Regions from separate parts of the Callithrix jacchus genome. Here region 1 is linked to region 2. A link is a contact called in public Hi-C data. All regions are on one chromosome and are shown on one strand. The core of a region is the stretch at or near the end of the contact, and the rest is flanking DNA. Distances in the headings are between cores, read along the strand shown.

Region 1 (5,863 bases), core at 3,241-5,740, 190 kb before region 2:
CCTATAAATTAAACACCATCCTACTCTACTGTACAACTGCTTTCAGTAATAATATTAGTAGAAAAAATGAACGTAGTTCAAAGATGTCCCTATGAAGGCTACTACTCATATGACTCTACATGTTCAAATAGGAATCAGCCTATGGAATTGGCACTGCATCTGCTCAGCCCAAATCTTCCCTGGCAATTCAAAGAATGGAGTGTTGGTTGGTACTTTCCAAAAGAAAAGCTTGAAAATTTTCCTCGATTTTTTAAAAAAAATAAGCAGGCCAGGCACAGAGGGTTCACATCTGTAATCCCAGCACCTTGGGAAGCCAAGGTGGGAGATAGAGCCCTGCCTGGCCAATATGGCAAAACCGTATCACTACTAAAAACACAAAAAATATTACCCAGCCATGGTGGCACATTCCTGTCATCCTAGCTACTCAGGAGGCTGAGGCAGGAGACCACTTGAACTAGTGAGGCAGAGGCTGCAGTGAGCTGATATTACACCATTGCAATCCAGCCTGGGTGACAGGGCAAGACTCTGCCTCAAAAAAGTAAAAATAAAAAATAAAAGTTGGCCAGGCATGGTGGCTCATGCCTGTAATCCCAGCACTTTGGGAGGGTGAGGCAGGTGGAATGCCTGAGCTCACGGGTTCATGATCATCTTGGGCAACATTACCCATCTCTACTAAAATGCAAAAAATTAGCCGGGCATGGCGGCATGTGCCTGTAGTCCCAGCTACTCAGGAGGCTGAGGCTGAGTAATTGCTTGAACCTGGGAGGCAGAGGTTGCAGAGAGCCAAGATAGCACCACTGCACTCCAGCCTGAGTGACAGAGTGAGACTCTGTCTCAAAAATAAACAAATAAAAATAAAAAACACACTATTCTAATTGATTTAAAAAAGAAGAGGCAAGAATAAGAGAAAAAGAATTTACAGTGTTCTTTATATAACACCAACAAGAAGCATAACATATCAAATACAAACTAAAGCTGTTTAAAATATCATTTAGGACAGTTTGCCAAGGTAGTCCAAACTCTGAAAGTCACATTCCTTGCAAAAGTCTATATACTGAAAAACATACCCTTGTAAAATAAAAGCAAGATTGTAAAATGTGGCCTACAGTAACAATCAGAGGATCACTCAATTCATATTGCCACACTTTGCTCTTGTGGAAACATCGCATTATTTTAGCTCACCTAAGGTGTTCTATTCCTGAATTTAAGTCATGTTCTTTCCCAATATCAGAGTGACTAACATAAGTCAAAGAACAAAATTTACAGTGTTAAGTTTCCTCCCCCAATTTTTCTCAAGTATCTAACACCTGATACCTAACAGAGTATCTAGTTCAACACAAAAAAGGAACTGAGTTATTTCAAGTTTATTATATCATGATTCAGCACTTTCAGGCACTGCTACCGTCAAAAATCAGATTAAGCCCAATAAGATCATAAGCATTTAAAGAGTACCCACTACACTTGACAACGAGCATACACAGATGAGTAAGACATGGCCGATCTTTCACGAAGCACCTACCAGAAAAGTGCATACAGGCTAACAAGTATTTACTAAATGTCTACACTAAACACTGTGCTCTGGGATGCAAAAAATTCATCCCACCACAGTAAGAACTTCAGGACTCATGCATCTGAGCCTCACTTAGAAATGTGACACTGGACATGCTTGAATTAGATTATCAAAAGGATTTCCTTTCCTAAGTGACAGTCATGCATCACATAACAACATTTCAGTCAACAAGACATTGAATATATATAACTGTGGTCCCGTAAGATTTTAATGCCGTATTTTTACTAAATCTTTTCTAAGTTTAGGCATGTTTAGATACAGTATTCGGTATAGTAACATGTTGAACAGGGATGTATCCCAGGACAAATAAGCTATACCCTATAGCCTGGGTGTGAAGTAGGCTACATCATGTAGGTTTATGTGAGTACACTCTACAATGCACCCACAAGGATACATTTCTCAAAACATACCTCTGTCATTAAGTGACACATAACTATATCGAGGTTATATACACCATAACTCTAAGACTCTTAAAATACCAATCTGCTGGAAGTGATGTAGGCTATCTGAATCAAAAATATGAATCGATTATAAGGGAAAGATAATTACTAATTCAAAAAACTGGAAAGTAATGTTAAAACTGATAGAAGTAAATACTTCCTAACTATGAACAATTTATGGCATTTTAATCTAATGGGTTAAAATCATAAATTGAGAAAAAATATTAAAATTTAGTAATTACTTGAATTTTTTTTTTTTTTTTTGAGAGGGAGTCTCACTCTCTGGCCCTGGCTGATGTGCAATGCAGCAATCTCAGCTCACTGCAACCTCCGCCTCCCAGTTCAAGCGATTCTCCTGCCTCAGCCTCCTGAGTAGCTGGGATTACAGGCATGCACCACCACACCCGCCTAAATTTTGTATTTTTAGTAGAGATGGGGTGTAACCATGTTGGCCAGGCTGGTCTCGAACTCACCACCTCATGATCCACCTGCCTCAGCCTCCCAAAGTGCTGGGATTACAAGCATGAGCCACCGTACCCAGCCAATTACTTGGCTTTTTAAGATACCATAATCAAACAAACTTTAGTACAATAAACGAGGTCTGAATTACCTAGTTAAGTGTTTAATTAAGGCAACTAGTTCTATTCGGCTCCTACTAAATTCATCAAGAAACTCTTAGATTCTCAATTTTTCTGTAAAATAATGGGATTGGATTATGCTGAAAGGTCCCTTACAAATCGAAAACTTTGTACTTCTGTAATGCATAAGATGAAAACGTCAACACAATTTTCAAATCAGGAGTAAAGAAGCCATCTTAACTTTGCAAACTGGTGATGTCAAAAAATTCATTATTTCCTACCTTACTGCAAGTATCATGCTTCAGATTTTACCTATTCATTGTTTTCAAGTATGCCAAAGAAAGTTTCTCGATTCAAGACGTACTCCTCCAACCCTCAATACCAAAACTGTTTCCATTAAATTCAGTACAGGATCCTATGGAAAATGTATACCAAAAGGGAGTGGGAGCCGATCTAATCCAAATCAGACCCGGAACGCACGAATTAAAATTCAATATTTCACTTGGTATGTGGGTTCCTACATGAAACTCCTGTCATGGTTAAAGCTTAAGGTTAAACAAGTTAATAGAATCCAATAGAATGGCTCTATTGAATTGTACTGAACTTCTTTTTCAGTAGCTCCTTTACCTAACCATTATGTTAAGCTTTAAAATCAACTTCCGGGTAGTACCAAATGACCAAGGTGAGCCACGGCAGCCGGGGGCTGCCAACTGAAATCCATCTCGCGTGGAAAATCATCGACTCACGTTTTCCATTTCAAACTGCGATACGGGTGGAGGAAAAATTGTAAAAGCCTTCTTTTTGAACCTGCCATCACAGGGCCTCAAGGCGGTTAACTTAAGAATCTCAAGATAACCTAATGCCGCAGAATTATCAGAAGACTCTAAAAGTTGTATGTGCGAGAGAAGGCAAAAAAAAAAAAATGCTTCGGGACTAAAGTATTAAATTTCGCTGCTGAATTTCCAAGACTTAAATTTCGAGAACCTTTCCACCTGGACAGAATGGGACTGTCTGGATCCCGATGAAAATGGGAAGTTGTGCGCTTAATCCTCAGACAAGGGATGGAGAGGGGCACAGTGTGGTCTTCACACTCAGCTGGCAGAGGGGAGTGGGGCGCTGGGGAGGTCTCGAAACCGAGAGCGACCAGGAGCCAGACGCCAAGGTTACCCTCAGGAAGGCCCGGGGCTTGCACTGCAAGGGGCCAAGCGCCGGGCAGCCCTGGTGGTCGGCCAGGCATCCCAGCCAACTCAGGCCAACCCCGGGCGCCCGGCCTCCCTTCTCCCGCGCGAGGGCGACGTGCCCCCACCCGTCCTCGCAGAATGCGCGAGTAAGAAGCGGAGCGCCGGGCTGCGGAAAGCCGGCACGCACGACGTGTAGGCATCAAGAAAAAGCAATTCGAACCCCGTCAGTTTGCAGAAGAAACAAAACGCAACGGCCTGGACGGCGCATTCCGAGCGCGGGGCGGACCACCGCGCAGGGAGCGCAGCGCGTGCGCCCGGGAAGTGCTAGACTCTCAGCTCCGCCTCCCCCACAACCCCCGCCCCCGGCTCCCCGCGCCGCAGCCTCCGCGGCTGCCCCTCTGGGAACTCCGCGCAGCGCGGCCCCGCGAGGCGGGCGCCGGGGAGGGGAGGGGCCGTGCTCCCCGCCTCCCTGCCGGCCCGCGCGGCTCCCCAGCCCGGAGCCTACTCACCTCCTCCTCCTCCTCCTCCTCCTCGTCTCTCCCTCCTGGCCACGGGCGCAGCCCAGCCGGCGACGCGCTGACGCCGTGCCCCTCCCCCGCGACCGCCGCGAATGCCGCCGCCCCTCCCGGCCCGCGGCCGCCGCGGTCTGCGGCCGCGTCAGGCGTTGGCCCCGCCCCTCTGCCCGCCCGCGCACTCGAGGCTCCGCCTCCCTGCGCAGCCCGGACTCTGCCGGCACAGCGTCCCTAAATCAGCGGCCGCTTCCGCCAGCGCGAGTAGCTCCGCCCCGGCCCGCGAGCTCGGCTGGTCGCACCTGCCTACTGTCCCCAGTCCTCGCTCCGCTCCCCTCCTCCCCGCGCGCCTTTTCCCATCTCGTCAACACCCCGTCCGCCCCTTCAGCTTTTTCATACTCTTTCCCCAACCTCCTCGTCCCGTTCTAAGCTCTCATAGTCACCTTCTCTTTTCTTCTGGAAGGTCTGTGCTGCTCACTAGGTCGACCTCGGCTTCCTTCCGCAGTTTTACCCCTGGCCCCTTGCATCTTCTTTCCCCGTCCTCTCTCCTGCATGCTGGGGCCTCAGGGCCCCGGTGCGTTCCCGGCTCTCTTGCTGACACCTCTACCTGCTCTGCAGCCCGTACCTCCTCGACAACTGCTGTGCCAAGGCGTCTTAATTTCCCTACCTCTGGACCCCCTCGGATCCCTCCTGGCAAGGCTCATGCTTTCCTTTAACTGCATTTTTCGCGTCCTTTCGGTTCTGACTACTACACACACTTCTGTTGCAGTTTGAGTATTCAACAGCTGCATGTTCACGGTCCCACTTACACGAAGAGAGTCACATTGAACAATTAAAAATCGCAAAGCAAAGCAACAGCAGTGGAGACCATCGTTTGACTTGCATAATTCCAGCTATACTTTCTTTATGCACTAATATTCTCATTGCCACTTGAATGTCAAGGAATGGGATTTTTCTATTGCGGCTTAAAATTCACAAATGTTGGATGTTTTTTCCCTGCGACCTAATTTCACTTCAGCTCTTTTATTTATAAAATACATAGTAGAAAGAGTACCAGGAAGTCCTAGGTGTTCTTGGCTGTAAAGTGAAGAATGTGTCCCTCCTTCTAAATTTCCGTGATTCTGAAGTAAAGGATTTTGTATATGGAAGGAGGGTATAGGTTAAATGAGTCTAGCGAAGACAAAACATGCAAATATAACTGGATGTCTTGTTTATTAAGTAACTTCATTTTTGAAACTGCAACTTGGAAGAGTTAGGCTGTGATGCGGAAATGAGTTAAGAAACATACCAAAATAAAGGAAATTGATTAGGCCTTTGTAGTTATATCCAAAGTTGCGTTAAGTTATGTCAGTAAACATTCTTATCCTTAAATTGAAGCGTTGAAACGGTCTTCCGTTCCAAACAAAATCCAGCTCTGTGTGGACATTCAAAGTTTAAAACCATTGTTGAATTGAACAACAGCATTGTAAACATTTGAAAGCCTAATAAACCATCTGTCCATCCACTTTCACACAAATTGAGAAACAGAAGTAAATGCCAAAACCTGAAAGTGAGTGTTCCTGACTACACATGAAACTAGTAAATC
Region 2 (5,361 bases), core at 1,919-4,418:
GAGCGGGAGGCGGAGGCGGAGGGAGGGCGGAGGCAGGGGCTAGAGGGGTGCAGAGGAACTGGGGGCGCGGGGCCCTGGCCGGACCCCCGCGTTCGGAGCCCCCGGGCGCCTGACGCTCACTTTGCCCCGCACTTCCCCAACTCCCCCCCGGTCCAGCCGCCGCGCGCGCCGGGCTCCGGCGCCGGCCGCGGAGGGAGGCTCGCCCTGGAGCCCTGGGCGCTGCCGCCGCCGCCTCGGTTCCTTTTCCCTTTCCCCCTCCTACTCCCTGGGTCTCGAGCCGCGGAGTGGCCCGGAAAAGTTTGGTTCGAGCGGCTTCTTACCGTTTTTCCTCCTGGGATTGGCTTGTTTGCGCCTCTTGCACCGGGGGCCATCCGCCATGATCGGCTGCTTCATTGATAAGAGCGGATCAGATGGCAGTTCGCATGGACTCGGCGCCCTGCTTCGGCAGCACGCAGGCTCGATCTAGCAACCAAACACAGCGACAATGTGGGCATCGCCCGCGCCCATTGAAACGCGCGCTGGCCGCCCAGGGGAGCCGGGCCAGGGCCCCGGCGAGCACCCATCCGCGCCCCCCAACGCCAAAGCGAAACTTCGGCGGCCCCCTCCCCGCCCCCCACCCCCAGCCTTGGCCCCGAGGCGCTTTGTGTTTGTAACTGTTTGGTGTGTAGCACCCGCGAGGGGATCAGAGAGACAAGAATTACATCTTCAAAATGAGTCATAACTCCTGACCGTATGAGGGAATGCACACGGCGGTACAGTAAGACCGCTTGACTCAGGGCTAGGCGGACCCTTTCCTCCGAAAAGTCCTCAGCCCCAAGCTCGGGAACTTGGGGTGAGGCGAGGTTTTCTTTTCGCTCTCATCTTTTCTCATCTCCCCCCACCCCCATTTCCCAGAGGAAACAAACAAACAAACAAGGCGAAACAGCCCCTGGATGAAGCACACTCGGGCAAATTGATAATAGTAATTATAGGAAGCCCACTCGCCCAGCGCCCCCTCCCCTCCCCTTTCGGAGTTTATCGAGGCACTGTCTCTTCCCCCACCCCCTCCCCCAAATTAAGATTTCCCGTTTTACGCCGCAATAAGAAATATAATTATAAGCCTCTTTGGACACTGTCCCTTACCCCCCACCCCCGCCACTTTGACAATATTTACTTAAGTATTTTACCCCACCTCACTCACACACATGCTCCCCCACACTGGTTCCCTTAAATAGTTCTAGTAGAAAAAAATTTTTTTCCCTCAAGAAAGGAAAGAGAAAGTCCAACCGCTACGGCAATACTTTTAAGCTCTACTAAATGATCGTATCCTTTCTGGCTTCGAAACTTTTGTACCTAAAAATCGAGAGAGGCGCTGCATTTTTTCAGCTGAAACTGTCAAAACTTGGAGAAGGGGAAACTCGGAGGCAGGCAGGAGAGGAAGAGAATCCTGAAAACTCGGTGGAGGTAGGGAAGATGCTGTGCCTCGAGGATTAGTTTAAACAGGGGGCTATAAAAGATGTAACAGATGCAAACTGTAACACAAGGGCCCTTAACCCTTTCTCTGCCGGACATACTCAGTCCCCACGCCCCGCACCTATTGTCTCCTGTGCTCGAAGCTTTGCAGAAAACCTGGAAAGTGAGTATCAGTTTCCACACGTTTGCTGAGAGGGGTGAAGGGAGGGGGGCAGAGAGAAAGGGAAGTGGATATTTTAGAAAGCACCTTAAATTTACCTAGGCATACATAGTAGGAGACTTTTAATTTAAGTTTGACACATTTTATCATTTCTTTCCTTGTCCTATTGATTTGAAATTGTTAGGGGAAATCCTGAAATAAAGAAATAGTCACACAAGTGTCTGGGATGAAACAGCTGGCCTCTCTGTATTCACCCTGAGACACACGATTGCATATAAATACATGTTTAATAAAGTAAGTTGCTAGTTTTATAAGCATGTGTGTGTGTGAGAGAGAGACAGGACATTTGTGCTGTAAACTTTATCTTTGCCTGTTACTCCTAAGTCTGGAGTTAGTAATCTTACCTTCATCATTACAGGGGGAGCATGTAAAATATATCAGTAGGTGGGAGATAAACACATTCATGTTAGCCGGGCTCATCACTGTTCCTGGGAACTCCTGCTATCTCCCTCTCGACTTTTCAGTGCCAAAGTGTGGAATGGGATATATGTGTGTATGTGTCTTCTATTAAATCCAGGTTTATATTACTTTGCCATTTAAAATACAATTTTAAAAGTTATCCTAATTTAAAACCCTGGTACCCTGACAGCAGTTTTCTTCCCAGCTGTAGTGCCCCCCCCCCCCACTTTGGTAAACGACTCAAGTTCCATGAGGACTTTCACTTCTTTATTTATAATCACAGAAGTGAGGTGTTACTTCACACACACACACACACACACAAAGAATGAAATAAAGAAATGAAACTCGCTAAGCAGACAAAAACAGACAACTTTCTGCTTAGAAAACAGCCTTCTCGGTGGGAGAGGATGAACTGCCATGTCTAAGAGAAAGAATTGCCCCCGAATTTGTAGGTCTGTAACTGACCAAGTTTTGTAATTATTAACAGGTATTTGCCAAGTCCTAATTGCTGAATATAATGAATTGGAACTAGATGCGAAAATAGAGCAGGACCTCTCCCCTTGATGAGTTTTTATTCCAGCCATATAATTCTCAACAAAACTTTTCCTAGGCTGGGTAGCAAAGGGCACCTTTGGTTACCTGAATGGACAGGTACAGGGGAAATTATTTGGGGGAGGGAAAAAGGAGAGAAAAGCAAGGAGAGAGAGGGAGTGTGTAAGAGAAAGCGAAGAAGCCACTCTTGGGAAAAGCTTTCCAAAAAGGAGCTAAACCCACCTGAAATTCCTACCCACGGACACCCCTTCTCACTTCAGACTCACATCCCTACTCAAAATGAGAAAATTAGAAAAGGAGGATGGAGGACGAGCACACCAAAAAGGGATAAAATGAGAGAAAATGGGAGGAAAAAAAAACCTACCTGCGAAGTCTTGTTTGTAGTTTTGGCCAGAAATGGTGAGAAGAAAAAGCATGAAGAAGCCGCGAAGTGTGGGGGAGAAAAAGGTGGAAGCGAAGAAACAGCTCCCGGAGCAAACTGTACAAAAACCTCGCCAAGAGTGTCGGGAGGCAGGACCGTTATTCCTGCGGAGCAGGTTAGAACTGATCTCTTTCGGCCACTCTAGGAAACACAAACCTGGGGACGGACTGACGTGTTACGCCTCTTCTAATGACATTTTTTTCTTTTTCTTTTCTGTAGGAGAGAGACGAGAGACCCTGAAACACGCGCCACCTATCTTTGTGGGGAGGGATAATTGAAGCGCCCTGAGCGTGAGCATCATGTGAAAACGTGATCGCCAAGTTTCTCTCTGGGAAAGGATCTGGGATAGATTATACCTTGAAGTCTCCGCAAACGCTTTAGTGGAAGAAATGAAATTCCACCTCCCTCCCTTCCTCTCTCCCTCCCTTTCGCCTTCGCCTCCCTCCCTCCCTCCCTCCCTTTTTCTCCCCCCCCCCCCCCCCGCCCGCCCGTCAAGCCTTTGGCATCATTATCCTCATCACTAAATCCTACAGAGTACAGGGCGGAAAACCGTGCACACCATTCACAGAACTGGAGAACTCTAAGGGGCGAAAGTTAAAGGGAAAGATCCCGGGTCCTCAAATCTCAAATCCAGATCGTCTCTTCTTGTACAGATATCTCTAATGATCAGATCTGAGATGCACAACAAATTCTGTGGATATCTCAGCACAGCTTCTGGAACAAAATTAGCTATCCTTTCTCTTATTATTATTATTATTATTTTCTTTTTAGGTACCAGAGCCAGAAAAAAAAAAAAATGCATGAGAGCGGCATCTTAGGGCATGTGTGTTAGGGTGTGTGTGTGATGAATTTCTGGATTGGATCCTAATATTAAAAAGTAGTTTGGCATTTTAATAAAGGATCTCTAAGTAAATTAACATAGAACACTCCCGATCTCTGAATCTCTCTACATCTTAGGGAGACCTCACTATAAAGTGAGGGAGAGAGTGTAAGGAGGCAGGAGGAGAAAAGAGAAAGGCCACAGAGAAACTTAGCAGGGAAGGAAGAGCATGATATTAAACGGCATGGGGTCTAAGTTTTGGAGTATATATTTTTTGATATTACAATTAAAGTAAAATTAAAAAGAAAAGACTCCACCTTTGCTCTGAAGGGATTGGTTATGCAAATATGGAAGGGATTTCCTGGAGAATACAGCTTTCTACTGTATGGTTAATTAAATAATCACTCAAAAGCTTCCAACGTGACGCTTCTGTCGTAATCCAATCAGGTTACATAGGTCCTAAACAAGAAAGATATTTTCCACATCTGGAAGTCAGCAATTTAGCAAGTACTGCACATTATTAACCAATTCAGAGCCCACTTCCCAGGGGAATTTTTTTGAAGTTTAAGTGTTCTTAACCAATGCTCTGCTGTTTTGTTAATCAAAAAGCTGGTTTACACTGCACATAATTGGAACTAATATAGAAGTAAATAAAGACAGCCAAATTTGAGGATGCTGAGCACAGGCATTTATCGGAAAAGGAAGAAATCTCCTTTCCTCGGATGGTTCAGGCTCAATTTCTTAAAGAACTGTAAGACTTTTTTTCCCCCTAAAGAGTGAAAGTGCTTGAGAACCTCAGAGCACAAATAAACTTCTAGTCTCACAGCATTTAGGATCCTTTGGAAAGGTAAAGGTGGAGGAGGTGTGAAGACCAGAGAGCTGCCTCGCACCAATTTTTAAGCTTTAATATTGTTAAATACGTTACACCCTCCTGTTTCCAGTCTGATGAAATCTGAAACAAATAATACCCTGATCCAACACTATATTAAGATAAACTGCTTTGAACTATGCTTTGAATGTGTGCCTAAAGCAAGACTTTGAATGCAAGAGTCACTGGCAATTGCACTCAAAGGAGGGACAAACTACCACATGGGTTGCCACATCCACACTCCCAGAGGTACACGTCTTTGTATTTTGTATGTTTTGGGGGGTAGGGTGGGGAGGGGGTGGTTAATAGCTACCAAGCACGACCACAGCTAGATCTTGTTCTAGGATGCAAGAAAGATTTTCACAGTTGGTTACAGACTCACCTCTTTCCTAATTTAAATATTTATTATAATAGCTGCTGGATAAATTAACTCTCTCCCCCCACCCCATCACAGATAAAGTGTCTATAGAAGAAAGGTATTCAGGATCTTCAGCTTAAAATTATTGATAAATAAAATCAAATATTTTCAACATGGGTCAGATACATTTTGAATTTTATATTTTACATTTCTTTCACTGTTATATAGCTATACTAAATATATGTGTGACCTATCAAGTTCCTCTTCTAAG

What was found. Hi-C and Micro-C count contacts between places; a contact is called where the count stands out from the background.
Region 1: a Hi-C map of skeletal muscle shows a contact between it and region 2, with 5 times the contacts expected there. The contact joins the promoter of QTMAN here to the promoter of ZEB2 in region 2. A contact is called at or near these places in 3 of 3 Hi-C or Micro-C datasets (induced pluripotent stem cells and skeletal muscle).

What each region holds. Positions count from the first base shown.
Region 1 is chr6:86,031,692-86,037,554 of calJac240_pri, reverse strand. QTMAN (queuosine-tRNA mannosyltransferase) reads right to left here and starts at 4,490. Exons shown (of 14, transcript XM_078327881.1): 1 at 4,279-4,490.
Region 2 is chr6:85,840,781-85,846,141 of calJac240_pri, reverse strand. It overlaps ZEB2 (zinc finger E-box binding homeobox 2), which reads right to left and starts at 3,168. Exons shown (of 10, transcript XM_078327876.1): 1 at 2,988-3,168; 2 at 321-462. It also overlaps the pseudogene LOC144576660.